Linked DNA regions of Mus musculus: region 2 is linked to region 1. A link is a contact called in public promoter capture Hi-C data. All regions are on one chromosome and are shown on one strand. Each heading gives the region's core, a stretch centred on a gene start, on an enhancer-like site or on the middle of the called end of the contact. The rest is flanking DNA. Distances are from core to core; before and after follow the strand shown.

Region 1 (6,374 bases), core at 3,604-6,103:
AGGGCATTTTTCATGGTCCTCATAGGTTCATGTGTTTCAATATTTCAACCTCCTCTGGTGTACTGTTTTCAGAGATCATGGAGCCTTTGAGAAGCTGGGTCTAGGTGGCATATGTAGAAGGATAGCCAGAGCTGCTTCCCATTCTCTTCTGCTTCTGTGTTCCTCCCTGACAAGGTGTGTATGAGCTCATCATGCTGTAAGCCTCTGCTGCCGGGGACGGAGCCTCTCCATTCACCATGCCCTCCCCTCCCTTAGGCTGCTCCTGCCATGTACCCAGTTACAGCTGCAAGAGAAGTAGCTGAAGATAGTGTTGTTATGAAGAGAAAAGGGCAAACTGAAGGGATGGAGTGGAACCGGACCACACCCTTCAGTCCCAAGTATGGAGAGGGAGCAGACCACACCCTTCAGAACCAAGGCACCTGCTCTCTCCAAGGTGCTTATCCAGGACATGAGCACACAGGTACCCTGGGCTTCATTCACAGTGTCTAAGAAGCTGTAGGCAGGACTCAGGGCATTTCCAGGCCACAGAAAGAATGAACCTCAATATAAACACCGTCTTAATAGCCAGACTTGAGCAGAGATTTTTCATTCCTCCCTTCAACAACCATTTTCTGAGTTCTGACTGTAAGCTGGGCACTTCTGTGGTATCCCAGGTGAGCTTTGGGTCCCTCTGCCTAGAGCCCAGAGAAGAGCAGAGAGGCAGAGCTAGTGTGTCAACTGTGACTCCAGCAGGGACAGCACCAGGGAGCTTTGTCTCCCTTGCCCCATCTAGCCAGCTTCTTGGTCCCATGAAGCCTGCCTGAGCCATCTTTCCTGAGCAGCTTCATAGTACCAGCAGAATTCCACCCTAATGGGTCACACCTCCACGTTGGTCACCACCCCTGGATGTCCCTGAAGTCCAAGCAATCAATCTCGAGTTGACCACACCCTTCTTAACTTTGAATACATCATCTCTCTGCTTCCCATAATTGTCTAGTTAACTTGGTCCTTCACCCCTGACTTCTTGCTTGCGTTTCCAGTCTGAACACCCACCCCACCCCCCGGCCCTCATCTCATCTCGACATTGCCACCTCTGTCCCCCGCACCTCTTTGCATGCTTACAGTCCAAAGCACTCTAGTTCTTTCCCAGTACTATGAAATTAAGCAGCTACATTATCCACCACTGTGTGGATTCACCAGAAAGCTGTCCTGTATACCCCAAAGTCCTTCCCCTGTGTTTCCCAACTGTCGTAGGTGACCCCTGGAAAAGGGTCATTTGACCCTCAAAAGGATCAAGACCCACAAGTTGAGAACCACTGTCCTAATCAGTAGCAACTCTGATGACCAAGGCAGGGCCAGGTTAGGGAGAACATGAAAGGGTGAAAGGGGAACAGCATGCTATTCTAGGGCGCTGAGAACTTATGACAGTATGGCTTCCCAACAGGCCACTCCTCCCATTTGCCCAGATTCCTCTCCTCTCACCTCTGCAGGTTCCCCACGTCACAGGGGCTGTGCTCCGATTGCCCACACTTGGTGAAACACTGAGCAGTGTCATTCAAGTCGAAGGTGTCATACTCGTGGCCCTCCTGAAGCCGACGGCAGACATTCCTCGGCTCTTCCGTGGTCTCCTCATCTAGGGGAGGAAGTGGGGTGAGATGGGGCAAGTGGGAGAGGGGCAGTGGCCTAGGAGAGGTAGCTGGTCCATCACCCAGCTAGGGGCACTCCGGCAGACTCCACCCTCCCCAGTCCCGGAGTTCTCAGGGGAGAACTGGCATTCCCACCTCACAGGGCCTGGGTGGGGTTGGGGGTGGGGGTGGGAGATGACGACACGTGGCATGTGGTTCTCCAGACAAAGGCTTTGCCTGGCAGTGCACAGTGTTTTATCTCTCAGAACTGTGGCTCTTCAGCCACATCCTCCACAGAGCCTGCCTGGTTTCCTGCCCTTGCTCCGTCAGATCCTCCCAGGCTAGGCACCCGGGCGCCGCGGCCGATTCTCTAACTCTTGTAAGTCTTGTGGCTGGCTCTGTCCTAGCCTCCCATCTTTGCCTGGACTGGGTAAAGGCTGCAGCAGGCTGAGGCTGGGGAGTAGTCAGCCCATGTTGGAAGGTGCTTCAGGACTAGAGACCAGTTCTGTGACTTCTGGTGCAGAGCCCTGTGCTATGGAATGCAGGAAGCTTCCTGTCCCTGCTTAGCCGTTTGTCCTCTGGCAAATTACGCAAGCGCTTGGTCCTCTCACCCTTTACGTTTTAGAGATGAAAAGAGATAATATACCTGAGCACACAGACCATCTGAGGTATTCTGGAGGATGTAGCTTTTTTTTTTTTTTTTTTTTTTTTTGAGACAGAGTTAGTCTCTCCACATAGTCCTGGGTGCTCTGGAACTCACTATGTAGGTCAAACTGGCCTCAAACACAGAGTTCCTCCTGCCTCAACTTTCCAAGTGCTGGGATTAAAGGCGTGCACCACCAACACCTGACTAAGGTGTGACTTTTGTTTGGTTGGTTGGTTGGTTGGTTGGTTTGGGGGTTTTTTGTTTGTTTTTTGGTTTTTGTGGGTTTTTTGTTGTTGTTTTGTTTTGTTTTTTTGTTTTTGATACTTTTTAAATATCCTTTGCTGGTATTTGATTGAAAAAATATCATTGGAGCTAGAGAGATGGCTCAGAGGTTAAGAGCACTGACTGCTCTTCCAGAGGTCCTGAATTCTATTCCCAGCAACCACATGGTGGCTCACAACCATCTGTAATGGGATCCGATGCCCTCTTATGGTGTGTCTGAAGACAGTGAAAGTGTACTCACATTCATGAAATAAATAAATCTTAAACAAACAAACAAAAAAACCCACGAAAAATATCATGGACATTACCACTTCCGATTTAAAGAAAGCTGGTTCATTTTCAAATATTAGTACAGAAAATAAAATTCATGATAAAGGCATGGCAGGACAAAGAGTGAACAGGGAAGAACATATTAGCATATTTATAGAAATTGGGTCTATATGTTGTTCAATTTTGCTTCGGTTTTCAAATAGTATGTGGAGCTTATAAGATGCACTGAGACCAGATGCTAGGCTCAGTCTCTGAGATCGGCCCTATTTGCATTCACATGAAATCTAAGGAGGGTTAGAGAGGAGGAAGAAGGACTCCATGGGGGAGGGGGGTGTCAAGGGTTAGGAAAGGGGGGGATGGCCTCAGGGTAGGTAAGAATACAGCTTTCCTCCACCTTGCTGGGAATCCCAGCAGGGATACCTAAGGGAAGCTCTTGACATCCAACTTGTGGCTCCCCACCCCGCTTTGTCCTTAGGATATAGCCCAGGCTAGCCTCAAACTCAAGATCTTAGGAAGTGCTGTGTCTCAAGGGTGTTTGCTGAGGACTTTGGACGCCTTGGTGTGAGTTCAACAGTTGGGATGCAGCAGGTGAGGGCAGGCAGGAGGTCAGAGGCCAGAAGGTGACCCATATGTTCCCTATACCCTGCCCCTTGTCCCTTCAGCCTCCCTCCCTCCACTTACTGCCAGCCTCTTTCCCTTCTGCAGCCAATACCTGGGGCTAGCCCATTCCTCAGCCTTCAGACTCAGGGTGCCAAGAGCCTCCCTCAGGCAAGTAGCTACCACTTTTGTGCCTCTTTTTAGCACCATGTATATTTCTTGGGTATGTAAGCAAAGAGCCAGTAGGTAAATGGACAAAAGGCATCCGATGCTACCTCCTATGTCACTCAGGTGACTGACACATTGCCCAGTCATGAGCATCCCTGCCACTACTAGATCCACATCTCCATTCGGAGGAGTCTTTTTGGCCTGTCCAGCATTGCCTGCTCTGCTGAAAGACAGCCCTGTCAATTTCTACCCACTTTTATACTCAGGATCTCCAATAGCTCAGGATGGCTTCAAACTCACTATGAGCTGAAACAGAACTCAAAGTCTTGATCCTCTGCCTCTCTACCTTCCAAGTGCAAGTATATGTCACAATACCTGGTCCACCTCTGAGTCAGACACTCAACTCTATCCTTGACTGACTGTCCCAGCATTGGAAGAGAAGAGATTTTTTTTTCTTCTGAACCAAGAGATGCTAATCTGTGTGACTAGTCACTTGTCCATAAGTGACTCAGAAAGGCAGACACCTAAGGATACTTGCCAAAGTTGGAGCAAACAAGGAGAGGCGGGGCATGGAGACGGGAGCACCTCATCACTCCACATAGCCATCTCTCAACAGTCAAGAAGGGTATAGCCATCTACGGAGGTGAGGGGGGTAGCAGGCTCAACTTGGGTAGAGGCAGGACTGGGAATCTCATGTCGGTGTATTAAGTTGAGCTGTATGTGATGGGAGTGCTCTGGGTCCCGTCTCCTGTCACTGATGACACTGAATGGTGCCGACAGGAACGGGGAGCCTGTGATGGATGGACTATGTGGGCAGAGCAGCTGTCCGCCCTTACAGGCAGCTTCCAGGGCCTCTGATGCCTTTGCCTGGAGCCCAGAACTGAATAGCTTGTTTGACCCACCATGTCCAAGAACCTGGTTCCAGCCAGAACAGATGGGCAGTGTCTTTCTTGCCCACCGACAATACACTATGGGGTGACAACAGGAGCCTGAGACCCAGCAAGATGGACAGGGATGACCTGGAGGGACAAGGCCAGAAGGGATGATGAGGGAGTCACTACGAGTCCCTGGGTCTCTTCCCATGCTCCCCTGGGGCCCTTTGCAGCACAGAGTCTCCCAGGCTTAGCAGGATAGCTAGAGGAGCCCCGCCCGCTCACCTGAAGTCAGCAGCAGAAAGAACAGGAGGCCCAGACTCCTGGCTGTCGCCATCAGTGCTCAGCGAAGTTCTATGGCTGTGTGGTCCCTCAGTCCCAAACTGTCCAACTGACCTTCTTCCTGCCCCCTGACGTGCGGCCACTGTTTCCTGTGGCCTCTTTCTCGTTCTTCCTGACCAATGAATGGCGCCATCGAGGGGTTGTGAAAGGTGAATGTGAGGAACTGGGCGGAGCTCTGGATCTCAAATGCTCCTGAGACCACCTGCAGAGGGAACTGGGCTAACCTTCCACCACTGTATGAGTGGATGCTGGAGTAGGAGCCCAGCAGCCATAGGTGTCTCTGCCCAGCGAAACCCTAAGACTTGGAGTCAGTCATACCTTCCCCATCTCCCTAGCAAGGGTGTCTGAGACTCATTCCTGCCTCTGTATGTGTGTTTGTATGTGTGTATGTGGTCCCCTTTCTTCCTGCCTGGACCAGCAGTGACCATCTTGGGGGAGGGGGAAGGGTGACTGTCACTTCACAGAAGTGATTACTATCATGTGCTTGGGCTGGTTATCGGCTTATTTACATCCTCCACAGAGCATACACAGGCTGATTGTCAGTGTCTGGATTTGATGAGACCTGTAACCAGCCAAGCACACCCATGAGGCCAAAGATGTGGAAAGCCTATGAATGAGGCCAGAGGCAAACCTAACCTGCATGGTCTCCTAGAGGGGAGGGGAGGGGAGGGAAGGGGAGGGAGGAGGGGAGGGGAGGGATGGGGAGGAGAGTTGATGCTGCAGGCCTTGAGCCTCTCCCACAGGCAGGATAACAGGGAGAAGAAGCTGGTGGCTAGTATCAGGAATAGGACGCTGGGCCCTGTGCAGGTCGCTGGCATCTGGGGAAGCTCATCAGCCATGACATATCCATTGTGGCCACTGCCCGGCCTGATGACCCTGTGGGAGCTGTCTGCTGCTTGGCCCCTCTCAGGCATGATGGGAAGGACATGAGATGCGTGGAGCTGCTCTGTAGAGGAGGTACTTAGTTAACCAGCACTAGTATGTACTAGTTATCAGTTCTGTGAAGTGACAGTCATCCTCTCCAGGCTGGTCACTGCTGGTCCAGGCAGGAGGATGGGGAATCATATAGGCTCATACACACATGCACACAAACACACATATACACATACACACAAACACACATACACACAAACACACATACACACACACATACACACAAACACACATATATACACACAAACACACATACACCCAAACACACATACACACAACCACACATATACACATACACACACGCATACACACATATACACACAAACACACATACACACATGCACATGCCTGGGGAAGAGGTGGAGCCTACCAGTCGGCTGACCCCAAGAAAGTCATGGAGAAGGCCAGGCCCTTGGTTGTCCACAGCTACTCAGATGGGTAAAAGAGCCTCAATACCGTCACCTGTTACCGACACCCCCTTAGGACTGAGCTAGCTCTGCTCTTTCTGGGGAGCTGTCCAGTTATAACCATCATCTGTCTCTCCTTCCTTTCACATGGTCCCCTGCTGGGCCCTTTGGATCTGAGGGGGTGTGGGAAGGGATACAGGTCACTCTTGCTCTGTAGAAGGTGGGGGTGGGGACGGATAGAGCCTGGAGTCCC
Region 2 (6,586 bases), core at 1,540-4,039, 250 kb before region 1:
TAAATAGGAAAACTTTTAATGGCCAGTCAAATGGAAGACCGGCATGGCCTCCATAGACAGAAGATGTCAACAGTTTGCTCCAGTGATGCAGTGATAACATGCCGAACAAAAGCAACTTGTGGAGGAAAGGGTTTATTTTAGCTTACACTTCCGGGTCATAGTCCACCATTGAAGGAAGCCAGGGCAGGAGCTCAAAGCAGGAACCTGGAGCAGAAACCGTGGAGGAACTTTGCTTACTGGCTCGCTCTTATTGACTTGCTCGGCTAGATCTCTTCCATTCCAGTTAGCAATTAAGAGAATGCTTCTGGGGAGGGTGATGCGATGGCTCAGTGGTTAAAAAGCACTGGTTGCTCTTCCAGAGGTCCTGAGTTCAATTCCAAGCAACCACATGATGGCTCATGACCATCTATAAAGGGATCTGATGCCCCCTTCTGGCATGCAGGTGTGCATGTAGGTGTGCATGCAGCAGTAGTACTCAGGCATTCATTCATTCATTAAATAAATAAATAAATAAATAAATAAATAAATAAATAAATAGATAGGAGATATTCCTATCCCATTTAGAGACAGAAAGAGGAGAGAGAGAGAGAGAGAGAGAGAGAGAGAGAGAGAGAGAGAGAGAGAGAGAGAGAGAGAAATACTTCTCAGACATGCCCACAGGCTAATCAGATGGAGGCAACTCCCAATGGAATTCTCTCAAACAAGTGTGAGCTGTGTCCAGTTGACAGGTAAAGCTAACTGCCTATCTTCCTAGCACTCTGAGAAGGCTGAAGCAGAAGGGTCTTGAGTTAAATGTATGCCTGGGCTACAAATCAAAGCTGCCTTAAAAAATAAAGGCCAGAAACAGAAACAGATAGCATCAGTAGGAATAACCACAAGCACAGGGAAAAACAGAGCTATGGTTTGCATGTGGTTCTCGCGTGTTACTCATGAGATACAGAACCCGCTGAAGGCTTGGAGCCCAGATGCACTGCCAAGGCCACAGAAGCACTGACTTAACTAGTCCCCTCTGTAATCAAGATGCAGGAAGAGTGACAGTGGTGCCATGGTCTCATTCTCTGGCTCCCCTTTTCTGGTCTGTGCGTCTGGAATCATGTATGTCCTCTCTGGGAAATTGGGGGCTCCAGCTGGGAAATACTCCCAGGAGCACCACGAGGCTGTGGCTGGTACAGCGAGGCCAGGACACGGAATTTTAGGTGGAATCTAAGAGGTTCAACAAGAATGTTGTTTTGGGTCCTGATGTGGTGGTGCCCGGCTGTAATCCCAGCACTTGGGAGGCAGAGGCAGGCAGATTTCTGAGTTCGAGGCCAGCCTGGTCTACAAAGTGAGTTCCAGGACAGCCAGGGCTATACAGAGAAACCCTGACTTGAAAAAAACCAAAAAAAAAAAAAAAAAAAAAAAAAAAAAAAAAAAAAGAAAAAGAAAGAAAGAAAGAAAAAAGGAAAAAAAAAAAAAAAAGAAAGAAACAAAGATGCTCTCGAGTGGGGTCACATAGCAAGACCATGCCTCAAAAAAGAAAAAAAAAAGGAAAGACCACAAAACTCCCAACTGTTTGTCAGTTTGTCAGTGATGCCTTAGTACTTCTGAGCTGTGGCTGACTCTGAAGCAGGCCTTTGAATTTTCCTACCCTGCTGTTCCCTTACTGGTAAACCAGAAACAGTAACAACTGCCCTGCAGAGCTGCTGGGGAGGTGAACACACCCTGGTATCCTGGTGAGAGCCTACAGTTACAGACTCTCAGGAAGCTGGGGCAAGAGGCCAGAACACACTGCCAGCTCAAGCCAACACAGCAAGACCCATTTTAGGGGAGGGGGGGGGCGAGAATAGATGTGAGTACTTGACATTTAAAAACAAATACCAGAAGCTAGGCACTGGTGACACACGCCTTTAATCCCAGCATTCTGGAGGCAGAGGCAGGCAGGCAGATCTCTGAGTTCTAGGCCAGCCTAGATGACAGAGAGAGTCCCAGGGTACACCCCTAAACCAGCACTGTGGAGACTGAGGCAAGAAGATTGGGAATTTAAGGCCAACCTGAGCTACATAGTGAGACCCAGGAAGGAAGGAAGGAAGGAAGGAAGGAAGGAAGGAAGGAAGGAAGGAAGGAAGGAAGGAAGGAAGGAAGGCAGGCAAGCAGGCTGGCTAGCAAGAAAAGTCAGGGTGTCTTTATCCACATGTCAGAATCCACATGATGGAAGGAAGGGAACCAACTCCCACAAGCTCTCTCTCTCTCTCTCTCTCTCTCTCTCTCTCTCTCTCTCTCTCTCTCTCTCTCTCTCACACACACACACACACACACACACACACACACACACACACACACCAGTGTGTACTTCTACTCCACACATAATAAATAAACTATTTTTTCCAAGACAAGGTTTCTCTGTGTAGTTCTGTCTGTCCTAGAACTCGCTCTGTAGACCAGGCTGGCCTTAAACTCAGAGATCCAGCCAGCTGCTGCTGCCTCCCAAGTGCTGGCATCAAAGGTGTGCGCCACCACTATCACCACCACCCAGCTAATAAATGTAGTTTTCTTAAAACTTCAAAAGAAGAAAGAAAAGGGAGGGAGGGAGTGCTGAGCTATAAGCACATTGAAATGCTTCACAGTAAACAACATTTTAATGTTCCTGTTTCTAGCATTATTAGTCTAGAAATCAATATAATGTAAACTATCTCATCTGAGCTGCCCTCTACTGCCTGCTTGTTTCTTCTTTGCGCTGGGGGATGGACGTGATGGGTGGAGTCCTGCACAAAGCAAGCAGGGGTGGGGTGAGATAGGAGGGGGGGGAGAGGCGTTGCCCTGCCTGGATTCTTGAGTCAGACTTCTTGAGGATGTAGCAGACTGGCTATCCTGGGCCTAGAGCTGAGACCATGCTGGGAGCTGTACTGGAACCCCGAGGGCTAACCTTTAGGGTTTTTCCTCTTCTCCTTCCATGGGGAGCAGTGGGCAGCAGGTAAGGTTTTTATCTTCCCCTCAGCCTGGAGGACCTCTGTCAGTATAGCAAATGATCTGCCTCAGCTTTTTTTAAAAACCTTTCCCATTCTTGGTGGTCCTCCTGGTGTGTATGTGGGGGGGAGGTTGATGACTTAGTAAAAGAAACGCCCAGGTCTGAGGCCCCTTCTCCTCCCCATTGTATAGCTGTAAGCTGTGCACTGGATTTCTTGTGGTGGCCATGAAAAGAAACATCCCAGGGACAATTATTTCAGAGTACTTCCCAGCCTTGCTGGGGAGCAGGCCTGTAGCCTGCTGACTCTAGTGTTGTAGCCTAAAAGGTGTCATGCCCCGGCCATCCCAGGAAGTACCTGATTCTGAGGAAGACTCAGGTTTTTCAGAGGTCCAAATAGGCAGCAGGTGACCTCTGGGTGCTCCTGCTATAGATGTAAATACCCTCCAAAGCAGGTCCCTAGACAAACACATGGCCAGGACAGCAAATACATCGGAATTGGAGTCTCTTCAAGAATCCAAGGCTTTGGCTTCTACCCTTCTCTACAGGTGTGGGAGACATGGTTTCTCCTACCTTCAGAGGGCAACAGATGGACCTGTCTGTGTAATATTTAGTCCCAGCCTCCCCAGATCACTGCTAATTTCCATGCTGAGAAGCTGACGAGAGAGAGAGAGAGAGAGAGAGAGAGAGAGAGAGAGAGAGAGAGAGAGAGAGATTGATTGATTGATTGATTTCTGGAACATTTAGGCTAAAATTCCAGCTCCTGGGATTGGGTTTGGGATGGTGGAGACACACAGAGGGCTTCAGGCTGCATGGAGCTTGGCTGGGGGCCCCAGGGTGAGGAGAAACCCTTCAATGACAGCCCTAGGACCTGGCCTCTCTCTCTGACTCTCCACAGTACCAGCCACAAAGGAGCACCCGGAGCTCCAGGTAGAAGACACGGATGCTGATAGTGGCCCCCTCATCCCAGAGGAGACACTCCCTCCACCTGAGAGACCACCACCGTCTCCTGTCAAGTCGGACACCCTCACAGTTCCCGGCGCCGCTGCAGCAGGCCACAGGTTACCCATGATGACTTGCTTGCATCTCTATCTGAGCTGTGCGGCTGGCTAGCGGGTTTGACAGATGGGGCAGACAATAGAGATGGGAAGTAGCAGGACTCAGATCTCCTCTGCCTGCGCGGCTGAGAAGCAGTCTCAGCTGCAAGACAGAGGGATGCTTTGTAGCAAATGCTATTGTTCACATATACACTAAATGTAACAACTAGCCTCTGCCCCCTTTTTAAATCTTGCTTCAGTCTACGTTCTGGCAGCACATCGCTTCCTAAAGCTTCCGTGTGCTTTATAAATTGCCAGAGTCCTACATCTTGTTTATTTTTCCTCTCTTAGTTTTTCTTTTTAATTCAGGACTTCACATCCCAGTCAAAAGCTCACGCTCCCAGAATGTCTTAACAATTTAAAAATACATTTATTTGGCATCCATTCGTTTATTTAGTGTGAGCATGTGCCGTGGCATGCATTTGGGGGTCAGAAGACAGCTTTGTGCTGTGGATTCTCTCCGTCTGCCTTTATGAGGCTCTGGGGATGGAACCTCCAGTTTTGCAGGGCAAGCACCTTTACCCATGGAAGCATCTTGTCCCAGTACCCAGACAGTACCCAGGGCCTCACTTTTAAACCAAACTGCTTTGCTGTGTTGTTGCCGTGTCATGGTTAAGGACCACAGCCAGACTATCCTGTGTGCCCCGAGCTGATAGTAGTGGAACTGAATTCAGCACAGTGTCCTGTCCTCAGAGCTGGGCAAACTCTGTAGCCACACTGTCTTCTTTCCCTTCCCTTTTTCTCTTTTTCCCTTTTCCCCCTTTTCCCCTTTTTCCCCTTTCCCCTTTCTTTCCTCTTTCCCCTTCTTCCTTCCCCTTCTTCTTCCTTCCCCTTCTTCCTTCCCCTTCTTTTCTTCCTTCCCCCTTTCCCCTTTCCCCTGTCCCCTTCCCTTTCCCCTTTCCCCTTCCCTTTCCCCTTCCCTTTCTCCTTTCCCTTTCCCTTCCCCCTTCCCCTTTCCTTTCCTTTTCCTTTCTTCCCTTTTTTCTTCCTTCTTCCCTTTATCCATCCCTCCCTCCCTTTCTTCCCTTCCTCCCTCCTTCCTTCTCCCTCTGTCTCTCTCTGTCTCTGTCTGTCTCTCTGCCTCTCTGTCTGTCTGTCTCTGTCTCTGTCTCTGTCTCTGTCTCTGTCTCTGTCTGTCTGTCTGTCTCTGTCTCTGTCTCTGTCTGTCTGTCTGTCTGTCTGTCTGTCTCTCTCTCTCTCTCTCTCTCTCTCTCTCTCAGTCAGTGTCTCATCATGGAGTCCAGGCTTGCTTTGAACTCACAAGCTTCCTGCTCTGCCGCTCAAGTGCTGGGACTGTGGAGGTAAACCAGCACACATGTCCTAACTTCTTTTATTGTTTGTGTCCTAAAGGCTGACCCTCCTATGCAGGTCCACCCATGTGCATTGCCATGTTATTCCCAGTTGGGGTATAACACTCATGTTTAAGCCCTTAAGCTCTCTTCTTCTTCTTCTTCTTTTTCTTCTTTTTCTTCTTCTTCTTCTTCTTCTTCTTCTTCTTCTTCTTCTTCTTCTTCTTCTTCTTCTTCTTCTTCTTCTTCTTCTTCTTCTTCTTCTCCTTCTCCTTTTGTTTTTCGAAACAGGGTTTCTCTGTGTAGCCCTGGCTGTCCTGGAACTCACTCTGTAGACCAGGCTGGCCTCGAACTCAGAAATCTGCCTGCCTCTGCCTCCCAAGTGCTGGGATTAAAGGCGTGGGCCACCACTGCCTGGCGCCCTCATCTTCTTGTTACCTGATGTTCTGACCTTACTTGATGGGCTAACATGTTGCCATCATACACTAACATGCCTATCTATGTTCCTAGATTCTTGGTCCATGTGTGAGCCCTGAGCATTTTGTGTTTATGTGCTAATACAAGTCTTTAGGAAATAGTCCTTCTTCTCTTCTGCAGACATTAATTTATAAAATGTTTCTTTCTAAACTCTGTGGGGATGGCATGTGCATCTAATCTCAGCACTCAGGAAGTTAAGGCAGAAGGATTAAAAGCTTGAAACCAGCTCAGGCCACATGATAGGCCCCTGGAGGGGACAGTGAGCAGGATATAAAGTGAATAAGTAAATAAATAAGTTAATTAATTAAAACAAAACAAAAAAATGAAAAATGAAACGAGAAACAGACACATGGACACAGACACAAACAGACACACCCAAAGATACATAGACTCACAGAGAATCATCCCTAGATGTTACCCTGACCTGTATCCACCAGATGCCATCCTGTGTCTCTCTATTGACTCACTCTGCACCACCCTTAGCAGATCTTTCTCTGAACCTGGGGATGGCTTTCTTCATAGTGTTAAGTAATGCCTGTCTTTCTTTCCCAGGTTTTGGGGCTTTTCCCACAAAGCAACTCATCCCCACTCTTGAGGAAGAAGGTGGGAAAGTCCAGAGGATTAGCATCAAGGACACCAATGTCAAATAGTACCAAGGGCACCCCCAGCTCACAGCTCATGCTACCCAGGCTCTGGCCTATGGACCTTCAGACCTAATCAGACAAGATACCAGTGGCTCCGATTGCAACAGTCATGGCTTCCTGGACGACAGGGGCTTCCTT

Evidence for each region. Promoter capture Hi-C pulls out the DNA fragments that hold promoters and counts their contacts.
Region 2: a contact with region 1 is called in a promoter capture Hi-C map of embryonic stem cells, with 4 times the contacts expected there. The contact joins the enhancer-like site here to the promoter of Adgrg3 in region 1. A contact is called at or near these places in 5 of 39 promoter capture datasets (cranial neural crest, embryonic stem cells and pre-B cells) and 2 of 9 other capture datasets (adipose tissue and pancreatic islet).

The regions. Positions count from the first base shown.
Region 1 is chr8:95,016,171-95,022,544 of GRCm38.p6, reverse strand. Adgrg3 (adhesion G protein-coupled receptor G3) reads right to left here and starts at 4,853. Exons shown (of 12, transcript NM_173036.3): 1 at 4,725-4,853; 2 at 1,462-1,612. The coding sequence starts at 4,776. Gm51544 (a long non-coding RNA gene) reads left to right here and starts at 2,298. Exons shown (of 4, transcript XR_003947440.1): 1 at 2,298-4,210.
Region 2 is chr8:95,268,219-95,274,804 of GRCm38.p6, reverse strand. Cngb1 (cyclic nucleotide gated channel beta 1) reads left to right here. Exons shown (of 33, transcript NM_001195413.1): 17 at 3,840-4,002. Among named protein-coding and RNA genes, the nearest start is that of Cngb1, 35 kb to the left of the region's middle. Within about 2 kb of position 2,789, at least 6 of the 459 cell types and tissues checked have an H3K27ac peak or open chromatin away from gene starts, as enhancers often do. A contact at or near this core is called in embryonic stem cells, where this site is marked.